Regions from separate parts of the Oryctolagus cuniculus genome. Here region 1 is linked to region 2. Evidence: chromatin contacts called from public Micro-C data. All regions are on one chromosome and are shown on one strand. The core of a region is the stretch at or near the end of the contact, and the rest is flanking DNA. Distances in the headings are between cores, read along the strand shown. Region 1 holds the start of LAMP2 (lysosomal associated membrane protein 2). Region 2 holds the start of ZBTB33 (zinc finger and BTB domain containing 33).

Region 1 (4,961 bases), core at 2,073-4,572, 250 kb after region 2:
TAAAACAGACATTCAATGAACATTTGCAGGAGGGAGGGAATCCTGCCAGTGAAGTATATACAAAAGGTATTTATATCAGGTTTTTCCCACCCAGAAGAGCCTCAATGCTTAAAAAATATACCTCAAACCTAAAACAAAACAAATAAGTCAAACTAGTTGTAAGAATCAATAACCACAGAAGTCTGAAATCTATGATTTCACAAAATGAACATAATTAGGCAACGATGCTAGGAAAGTACTTTCAACTACTACCCTTTTTATAATGTCTTTAAATCACAGACTTTTTTCAGAAATGTCTCCAGTTATAGTTCATTCAAATAAGTATCAGCATAACTTAATCTCTGTGAAAAAGATCACCATGTAGACTTTAAGAATTATTTCTTATATTTGCTATAAAGCAACCACTTTTTAAAGGGTAACAGTGGAGCTGGGATGGTTATAAAGAGAAACTGGCACAGCTACAGCCCTAATGTTAGTGAAACCATAAATTCAGGATAGTTCTTCCTTTACTAGTAGCCTCTACAACACGCAGGCACAGTACTAGGTACATGGTACATACCTTACAAATATTTACTGAGTTTTCAAAAATCTATACTTGGTATCTATTTTTATAAAGAAAGGTTATATGCAAAGCCCACCAAGCAACTACAAACCTGCTAAATTCTTAGGAAAAAAAACCACATGGGAAGACTTAGTTCACACTGCACCTAGAACTGTTCAAAGAAGCAGCTATATAGAAAGGTTGTTCTAATTGCATCCCGGAACCTGTTAAATATCAGATTTAGGTATATTATTAATTTTTACTCCTCCAAATTCTGTTCTAAACTTGGAGACTGGGGGCATAAATCTTGGAAATCTTTCAGGAGGTGAATTTGGTTAGCCCCAATTAATAAACGGCAAACTAGCAGATGAACTGATGCGTTCTTTCCTGAGCTTCTTTTTTATCTATTTATTTCTGCAATGAGCAAACACTGATTTCATTTTAAAAAAAAGCTTTCATTAAAAAACAAAAAAATGGCATAAAAGGCAACAAGTAGGGCAACTATTATTTTTTCACTTTCTCTAAACAATAACTGTGTTGTATTTGTGCAGATTCAATTGGCAAAGAACTCCTGATTAACAGATGCCTTGGTCAGATGTGTTCCAGTCACTGATAAGGTGCTTTCTATTGTAAACAAGACTGTCTTAGGGTCAGTCAGCCATCAGCAAATGCTTCACAGTACAGTTAAGACTTTGAATTAAGTATTTAAGCAAAGCCTCATGGCCCCCTTTCAGAAGTGCTGTACAAGGGTTTTCTACACTCCAAGGACAGCTGGATAGATCAGGGACTTGCAAACATTTTGGTGTCAGGATCCCTTTATTCTATTATCCACAGAGGACCTCACACAGCTTTGGCTTATCTGAGTTGTATCTATCAGTATTTACCATATCAGAAATTAAGATTAAGAAATTAACAAAACACATGAACACCAGAGGCATCAGAGTGGTGATGTCATCGCACACTATTTAGCCTCCAGAAAACTCCACTGTACACTGGTGAGAGGACAAGAAAAGGACAAATATCTTAGTAGTATTCTGAAAAGTTCTGAATTGGCAAACCCCTGAAAAGGCCCTTGCAAATCACTGGACTAGATAACTCAGGCATTATTAGCATTTGAGGCAGTTAATTCTTTGTTGAGAGGGGCTAGCATGTGCTTGGTAGGAATGTTGACTAGCATCCTGGGCCTCTACTCACTACATGCCACTATCACCCAGCTGTGACAACCAAATATGTTTCCAGATATTCCCAAATGTCCTCTTCTTGAGAACGCACTGTTCTATGATGTTCATTTTATTCTACTAAAATGCGAATGACAATATGCATATTTCTACTGCCTTCTCAGGTCCCAAATATGTCTGTGTCCTCCCCTCTCTGGTCTGTTTCTTCTGCTCTTTTATTAAGTCACAAAGAGCAAGAGCCTGTGGGTAGCAATAAGCACAGGATGAATCAGGTCAGGAAGAGACACAATGGTCAAAGTTCATCTTTATACATTAAAGCCGTCAGGAACCCGCAGCCTACCCTGGCAGAGCACAATCAGCTACACTTCCATTTTGGGACCCGGTAAGAACTCACTAATTGCGAACTTACCCACCTTCCCCTTCTAAAAACGAGGTAACAGGCCAGTTGTGCCATAAGGAAGAAGAAAACCAGTCCCCCAAATCTCACATCTGGAAGGCCCTCCCACCTAAAACATTCGGGATTTTTTTTTTTTTTTTTGGCTGCGGGTGTGGGTGTCAGGGTCTGGCTGGGAGAAAGTAGCAAAATCGATAAACACCGACATCCTTAACCCCTCCACAATGGATATTCATTCCTCACCAAAGTCCCCATTGGTTTCCAAAGGTTGTGTCTTGAAAATTGCCTCAGCCAGTTTAGGTTCCTTCACTCTGAAAACTTCGACTGCCAAACTCAAATTCAGCATCATTCCTCACCTCTTGAATCACCCTTTCTCCATAAATTTCCACTTACAAACCCCACAACCCTGTCCCTGCCCCTAAGGCTCTCCTATCTGCTCCCAGCCCCCATTCTTCCCCCAAGTTATTCCATACAGGCAGTCTCTTTCCCTACCAATTTTCCTTCTCACTCCATAGTTTTTCCATCAACTTCCAAACTCTTGCCTGATCCAGGGAAATCGGGACTCTCCTAATTACCTCTGCCGCCCCCAAAATCTTCTTTAGGGTCTTCCCCAAGTCACTCTTTATGCGACCTCTGCTACGCTTCACGCTTCCTGCTGACTCCCTCGGCGTCCACCCTTCCCCGCCCCCGCCCCGTACTTGCCCCTTCTTACTCTCCCCGTGGCTTCTTCCCTGCCATCTCTTGATCAGGCCTTCTCTAGGTCACTGCTCACTTCCGCGGGACAACAACCCCAGCCCAGTGTCAGCTGCGGAGCCTCTCAACCGCCTTCTCCCGGACCAGTCTTTCAGGTTGTGGCCTTTGAACCAGCGCCCCGGGCCCAGGCTGAACACTAATCAGGAGGGCCCAACAACTCACCCAGTCCCAGGCAGAGCAGAACGAGTCCCGAGCACTGAACCAAGAAAATACAGGAGCGCACCATGATTTCAGAGGGCAGGAGGCGGCAGCAGCGGCAACAGAAAGGAAGAGACTCGCTACAGCTGCGGCAAGAGCACCACCGACCACTGACCACAGCGCAGCAAAAGCCAGGAGTCGCCGCCGCTTCAGCGCGAGTCATAAGACCAGGGGCGGGGTTCTTTCTTGTTTTCAGCCAATCCCCGCGCTTGAAAAAAGCGAAAGGGATAGTGATGTAGGGGCCGGTGGGCGGGGCGACCACGCCCTGGCTTTTTGGTTCACAACCATTTCTACGCTACTAAGAGAGATGCGTGGACGGCATTTTCTCAGGCTAAGGAAAGAGAGTGAACTTTTGAGGGCTGCAGACAGTAGATTATTTCTGTTCTGACTCCTTGAAGAAGAAAATAACTGCTGTCAAAAAACTGTTCCTACATATCTCAACATAACATATAAAAATAATAAATTATTCTCGAAACGCTGTTGTTACCAATGCAATTCACGCTATTAGATAGGACCAGAGAGCTAGAGGGTGATCAGATAGCTTGGGGGTAATGTGAAATCACTGACCATCAGAGCAGGACATGGTCTTGAAGTTCGCCTAGTTACAACAACACCCTGTTTCTCAGATTGGGACACTGAGCTCAAAAACAGGAAGTATCTTTACTAAATACAGGAAGAAAAAAATGAGAAAAATAAAACAAGGATAAAGATGAAAACATAACTATCATCCAGGTTCCCACTGTGCGAAGAGAACCACTGTTAACATTATAGTAGGGGCCTTCAAAAAGCTCATGGAAAATGCACAGGTTCAGGTTTGCCAAGGTGCAGCATGCCACTCCACCACCTGACCATAGCTGGTTCTCCTCTCCACTGCTCCGTTTCCAATGAAACTCCCTGCTACTGTGCCAGGGAAGGCAGAGGAAAATGATTTGAGTGCTTGGGCCTCTGCCATTCATGTGGGAGACCCAGATGAACTCTTAACTCCTGGCTTCAGTCTAGCCCACCCCAGCTGTTGTGGGCACTTAGAGAGTGAACCAGCAAATGGAAGACTTCTCTCTCTGTGTCATTCTGCCTTTCAAATAAATAAAATGAATTTTTTTAAAAAGTGCACATGATCTTTTAATTCAAGCTCCCCCTTCATTCATATGTGTGTGTGCATTCTTTATATATTTGTTTCTAAATTACACATACACAAGCACACACACACACACACACACATATCCTTTCAGATGTCTTTCCTATGCTTATACAAATATACTTTAATGAGTTCATACTAAACTGGTACTTGACAGATGAACAGACAAAACCTAAAATATTCAATAGATAGAAGCACTCAAACCCCACAAAAATCCCGAGTTGGAATGAAGCATTGATTGTCAAATATCAATTTCCAAAGAATCATCTGGGGATTTTAAAAACATATTCCTGAAACTCATTCTCCAAAAATTCTGAAAGGGTAAATCTGTGGCAATCCCACAAATCTGTTATTTTTGTAAACAAATATTCCAAGTGATTCTGGTGCTGGAGTCCATGGATCAAACTTTGAGAAACACTAACATAGAACTTCAGAATCATTTAGTGCAGGATATCTTAATCTTTTATGAATGACCTTTGAGGGTGGAGAAAGTGTTATGAATCCTCAGTAATTACATGAAATATTTATATATGTGTATTTTCCTGGGGAAGTTTATAGTTTTCACTAGTTATGAAATGGAACCTCTGAGTCCCCACTCTACTCCCCTTGCCAACTCAAATATTAAGAACCACTGGTCTGTCCTCACTATCATTTGCTTTAATCTGATTAATTCCTGAAAGTGAGAACACGTGTTGATGAATGTCTTCTATAATAGGTGAAACAAGTCATGAGTGATGTACCCAACACAGGATTAATATACAC
Region 2 (4,890 bases), core at 784-3,283:
ATCTGTTAGTTGGGGGGCAGGTGTTTGGCCTAGTAGTTCAGGCACTTTGTGGGAAGCCTGCATCCCATATAAGTGCTCAGGTTCTAGTTCCAGCTTCCTGCTAATGTACACCCCAGGAGGAAGCAGGTGATGTTATGGTTCAAGTAACCAGGCCCCTGCTACTCACATGGGAGACCTAGGTTGAGTTCCCATCTCCCAGCTTTGGACCAGCCCTGCCTTAGCAGTTGTGGTTATTTGAGATGTTAATCAGGGATGCCCATCTGATGACATCCATATAATTTGTTTCACTCTGGAATATACTGAGACATTTTCAGCAAGATTTTTGAAGGCAAGAAGCATAAGAATTTCAAGTGACATAAATAGGCACAAATTCAAGTTTTTGGAAACTAAAGCAATATTGTTGCAAGACAATGAAAAATTTCCACATAAACAGGGACAGTAAGTGCATTGAGATTTTTTTTTTTTTTAGTGCATTGAGATTTATTAAAAGGTCCTGCCATAGCAGTCAGGAGGGGAACTCCAAGGGAGGAGTTGCCCATAGAACCTGCAAGTGCTGGCTCTTTTATAAACAAATAGATTCTCTGATTGGTCTCTTTCTGAGGAGTACAACTTAACCATTCAAGAGGCCAGAATAGATCAATCAACAGGTAAGGATTAGCAACTATGTCTTAGCCTGCTTTTTCACTCACCCCTCCAGCAATTCCAGGTGAGACTCCAAATATGCTGCAGGAGTTATGGAGTCAGTGTTACAGGAGCAATGGCAGGAGCAGTCTACAACTCCTAGTCACTTAGGTCTTCATCTTGTCTTGAGATATATGGCAAGTTCTTCTTGCTGGATTCTTCTGGGGGTAGCACAGCACTTTGTGTTGGGCAGCACAGCTCTCTCCTCTCTGCCAGGTTGGTGGACTTCTGCCACCTTTTGAGCTGCTGCTTCTCTTCTGTGCTGAGTTAGTGAGTGACATTCTCTCTCCCTGGCAGCCAGGGAGGTCTGTCATGGAGGGCTGCCTGCTCAACATTGCCATTGCCTAACTTGGACTTTTATGTGTTTCTAAAGCAGGAAGTTCTTCCTGATTGATCAATTTATGTGCTAATGAGGCATGCTACACGAATAAGAGAACTGACATTGGAGTAACCTTTTTTGCATGGAAGTGTGCATAGTTCTCAGTCTGGTCTGTGAAGCCACTCAAGTTTTCATTGTAAATGTTTCCCCTGTCTCCCATGTCCCCCTCCCTCAGGGCTCCAAGAAAATTGCACTGTGTTTTTTCTTTGATCTTTTTCTTTCCTTTCTGGGGGCCCCTGCAATCCCCAATATTATACATATTTTTAGGAAGAAAATGAAGTTAGTGAATGGCTTTAATAGTTGCAGATGAAAATTACTATTTGCCTCTTTATTTGGGTATGATCTATAAAGAACCTAAAGAGAAATATTCTGCCCTCCACTCACTTATCCTGTTGCTTGATTCAACATGGTACTGAGCTACAGTGTATTGCCAAGTTTTTTAAAATTCTGCAACTCACAACTTCTGGTTAAAGTCCTGGCTGCTCCACTTCCGACCCAGCTCCCTGCTGGTGAACCTGGGAATGCAGCAGCAGATGGCCCAAGTCATTAGTCCTCTGCCACCATGTGGAAGACTCAAGTGGAGTTCCTAGTGAACTCCTAGCTACCCCCTGCCCCTCACCTCCCCACACCCCTGCAGCTATCTGGGGAGTGAACCAGCGGATGGAAGATCTGTTTGCCTCTTCCCTCTCCTCTATGTAATGCTTCCCTTCAAATAAATAAGTACATCTTTGAAAATAGTAAAATTAAGATGATTTATCATATAATAGGCTAATAAAGCATATTCAAAGTTGCAGTTATAGTCTCTAAAATTTGTTATTCCCTAGAAGTATATACTGAATTTAAAGGAAACTGACTTGCTTCCTTTCCACCCCAACAGTTCTGACTGAATTACCCGATCTTTCCCTTTGCTTTTTCCCACCCTTTCGCTCTCCGGAAATAGCCGAACACTTCTAGAGCTTCCCAGTCTCTCTCCGCCCCCTTACGGAAAAAGCCGAGGCAGAGTAGGGCGCCTAGGGTTCCGGCCCTTCCGGACAGCCACGGACTGCACTCGGAAGAGGAGGGGCCATTGGGATTTAAGGCCTTCACCCTATCGCTGTGCCCTCTGTCGGCGGCGTGGGGCAGCTGTAGCAGCGGTGGCGGCAGGAGGCGGCAGCTGCGCGGACGTCGTCCAAGACTGGAGCGACGTTTAAAGGAGTAGGATCGCCGGGGAGTCCGGCTTCTTCTTGTTGGAGGCCTCCCACACTTCCGTGGCCGGAGGAGGAGAAGCGGCGGCGCCGGCGCCGGGAAGCAGGTAAGGACGCGGCCTCGATCCGGGGAGGGGGCGAGGGAGTGCGCTTGCCTCCTCTGTTCCTGGGCCGCGCCTGCGTTTGCGGTCGCCTTACTTGAACCAGGAAGCGACAGAGTCGGAGCCTCTGCTCCTCCGGTTCTTTGTTTGTGCGGGCTCGGAAATGAAGAAGGGGACGAACCGAGAGCGCCGCGGCGCCCTCCGATTCGTCGACAGGGGCCAAGGGGCTGTTTATGTCCCGGGTAGGCCCTGGGGCTGTGGGGAGCCCAACACCAAGACCTTCTGGGCTTTCCCCTCGTTCCTGTGCTTTCCTTTTTGGGCCCCTTTTTCTCTGCCTAGCCCCTACTTTGATTCGTAGCTTTTCTGCCAGGCCCACCTTCCCCTTTCGGCTCTTTCTCGGGGCATAACAATGCCGCCTGCTTCGCTTCATCCTGCAACCCCCCAACGCCGCACCCTGCTATTCGCCACTTTGTACTTTCCTTGGCACCCCTTATTCCTCCCGCCGTTTCAATCTGCCATTTGGATTTGCAAGACGCTAGCTTTTCACGTGCATTGGCTTTAAAAACCTCGGTTGCAGCCGGCAGGGTACAAATGGAGAGGACGGGGGTGGAACGAGAGAGATGGAGGGGAGGGAGGTGTTCAGCTGCTGCAGGGAACCGCGTGTCGGTTTGTTTCACTTCCTCGCGGCTGGCTTTTTTATCTCTTTTCCACCTTCACCAGCCCCTCCGAACCAGCCCTTGGTCAAGGATTTGTCTCAAGGAGTGGCTTTCCATAGGTCGCAAATTTTCAGGAAGGTGTGGGTTGCTAAGAGGAACTGGTGCTGTCCCTGGGCCCACCCTGACAAGGAGGAGGGGAACACGTAAACAAGATGAAACCAAGTCCTGGTGTCACCTGGACGCATACGTTTGACGCATTCCCACACTGGAAAAGCCCATTTGCAAATAGAAAAAATTGTGGATCAGCATTCAGAAAACCAGTCTCTACACTTAAAAGTGACTTCTGGCGAAACCCCGTATTTCGGGAGGCCTGATTGTTGGCACGCTGTCCAAAGGTCGCCCTTTCTGATGAATGCCTTTTTCATAACCTGAAATTTCTTGGTACTTTTAACAGGCAACACCTCCTAACAGATGATGTTTTAAATGCTTGATTTTTAGACTTTTTCTTGCTTTTAGTTCTTAAGCTCTAATTTTAAGAAATTTAAAAGGCATTTGATGCATTCTGTCTCCTATGTGTATCCAACTTAAGCACTGTGACAGTTCAAGTCTTTTGGTAACTTTAGAGAGAAATCATATTTACAAGAAATATTTATTTACTGATGGTGCTTATCAGCTAATTATTAGTATACTATATATACATATATGTATTTTTAATATGTGTGAGTGTTGGTTTTTTGATTCTGGCATTGTTATGGGGAATATCTTATGTGAAGTACAAAAAAAAATTGTATTTGGGGGGTGGGGCACCGCAATGTGATTTACTGACACCTCTGACTTTCTAGAATAATGTCTGCTCTATTGTATTTTCATTAAGTCAGTTGATGTGACTAAAGGTCTAATACACATAATTCTTTACCAACAAAATGGAATCTTTCATGTTTTCATGCAAATAGCCTTAGGAAATGGTAAACTTTCCTTTTCCTTTGTCTTTTTTTGAATAATAGCATCTGTTGACTTCTCTTGGCACTCTGTTTAACATTCTATGTCTAGAAATTGTAAAGGTGGAGAGGTGAGGGGAGGGGTCAAAGAGATGAAGAAAGAGGAAAGATGTTTAACAATTTTCAAGAATAGGCACTCCAAATTAAATAAGAGCAGAAATACGGGAAGTTGAGAGATAATTGTCAGTATTTGTAAATGTCTTTGGCTTCAGGGAGTAATTTTTGAATATGATCTTAAAGATAGGAGTAAAAATTTAGAAAGTGTATATCAGACTCATTGTTGGATACCAACCTTTTATTTACAGATGAACTTGTGCGTTCATGGTGAAGCTTTTCCTTAAAACACTTTTAAGATAAAAATTAACTTTTCATCTCTTCTTGAGGAGAAAACCCAAATTAGGGACTAAGAAAATTCTTATCTTTAAAAAGTAGTTATTGGAAATGTATGTATCTGGGATTCAAAGGAAGGTGACAATGAGATTATTGTTCCTATTGGCATAGTGTTTTAAAGGTAGCTTCAGAGGGTGGGTATTTTTGGTTAAGACGTCCCTCAGGATGCCTGTATCCCATATTGGAGTGCCTGGGTTTGAGTCCCAGCTCCACTCCTGATTCCTGCTGATGTGTACCAGCAGGTAATGGCTCAAGTACTTGGATCCATGCCACCCATGTGGGAGATGTGGATGGAGTTCCTGGCTCCTGACTTTGGTCTGGCCCAACCTCAGCTGTTGCATTTAAGGAAGTAAACCACCTGTCACTCTCTATATCTTTATCTCTGTATCTCTGTAAATTTTTAAAAAAATCATTCTCACTTGACTCTTCTTAGCAGGGATATGAGTTTTGATACGTGGTCTAAAAGCCAGCTTGTATGAACAATTTCTAAAAAAGCCAAAA

What was found. Hi-C and Micro-C count contacts between places; a contact is called where the count stands out from the background.
Region 1: a contact with region 2 is called in a Micro-C map of ear pinna, with 6 times the contacts expected there. The contact joins the promoter of LAMP2 here to the promoter of ZBTB33 in region 2. A contact is called at or near these places in 2 of 6 Hi-C or Micro-C datasets (ear pinna and an unstated tissue).

What each region holds. Positions count from the first base shown.
Region 1 is chrX:98,202,618-98,207,578 of mOryCun1.1, forward strand. It overlaps LAMP2 (lysosomal associated membrane protein 2), which reads right to left and starts at 3,323. Exons shown (of 9, transcript XM_008273154.4): 1 at 3,029-3,323. The coding sequence starts at 3,227.
Region 2 is chrX:97,955,817-97,960,706 of mOryCun1.1, forward strand. It overlaps ZBTB33 (zinc finger and BTB domain containing 33), which reads left to right and starts at 2,034. Exons shown (of 2, transcript XM_002720400.5): 1 at 2,034-2,351.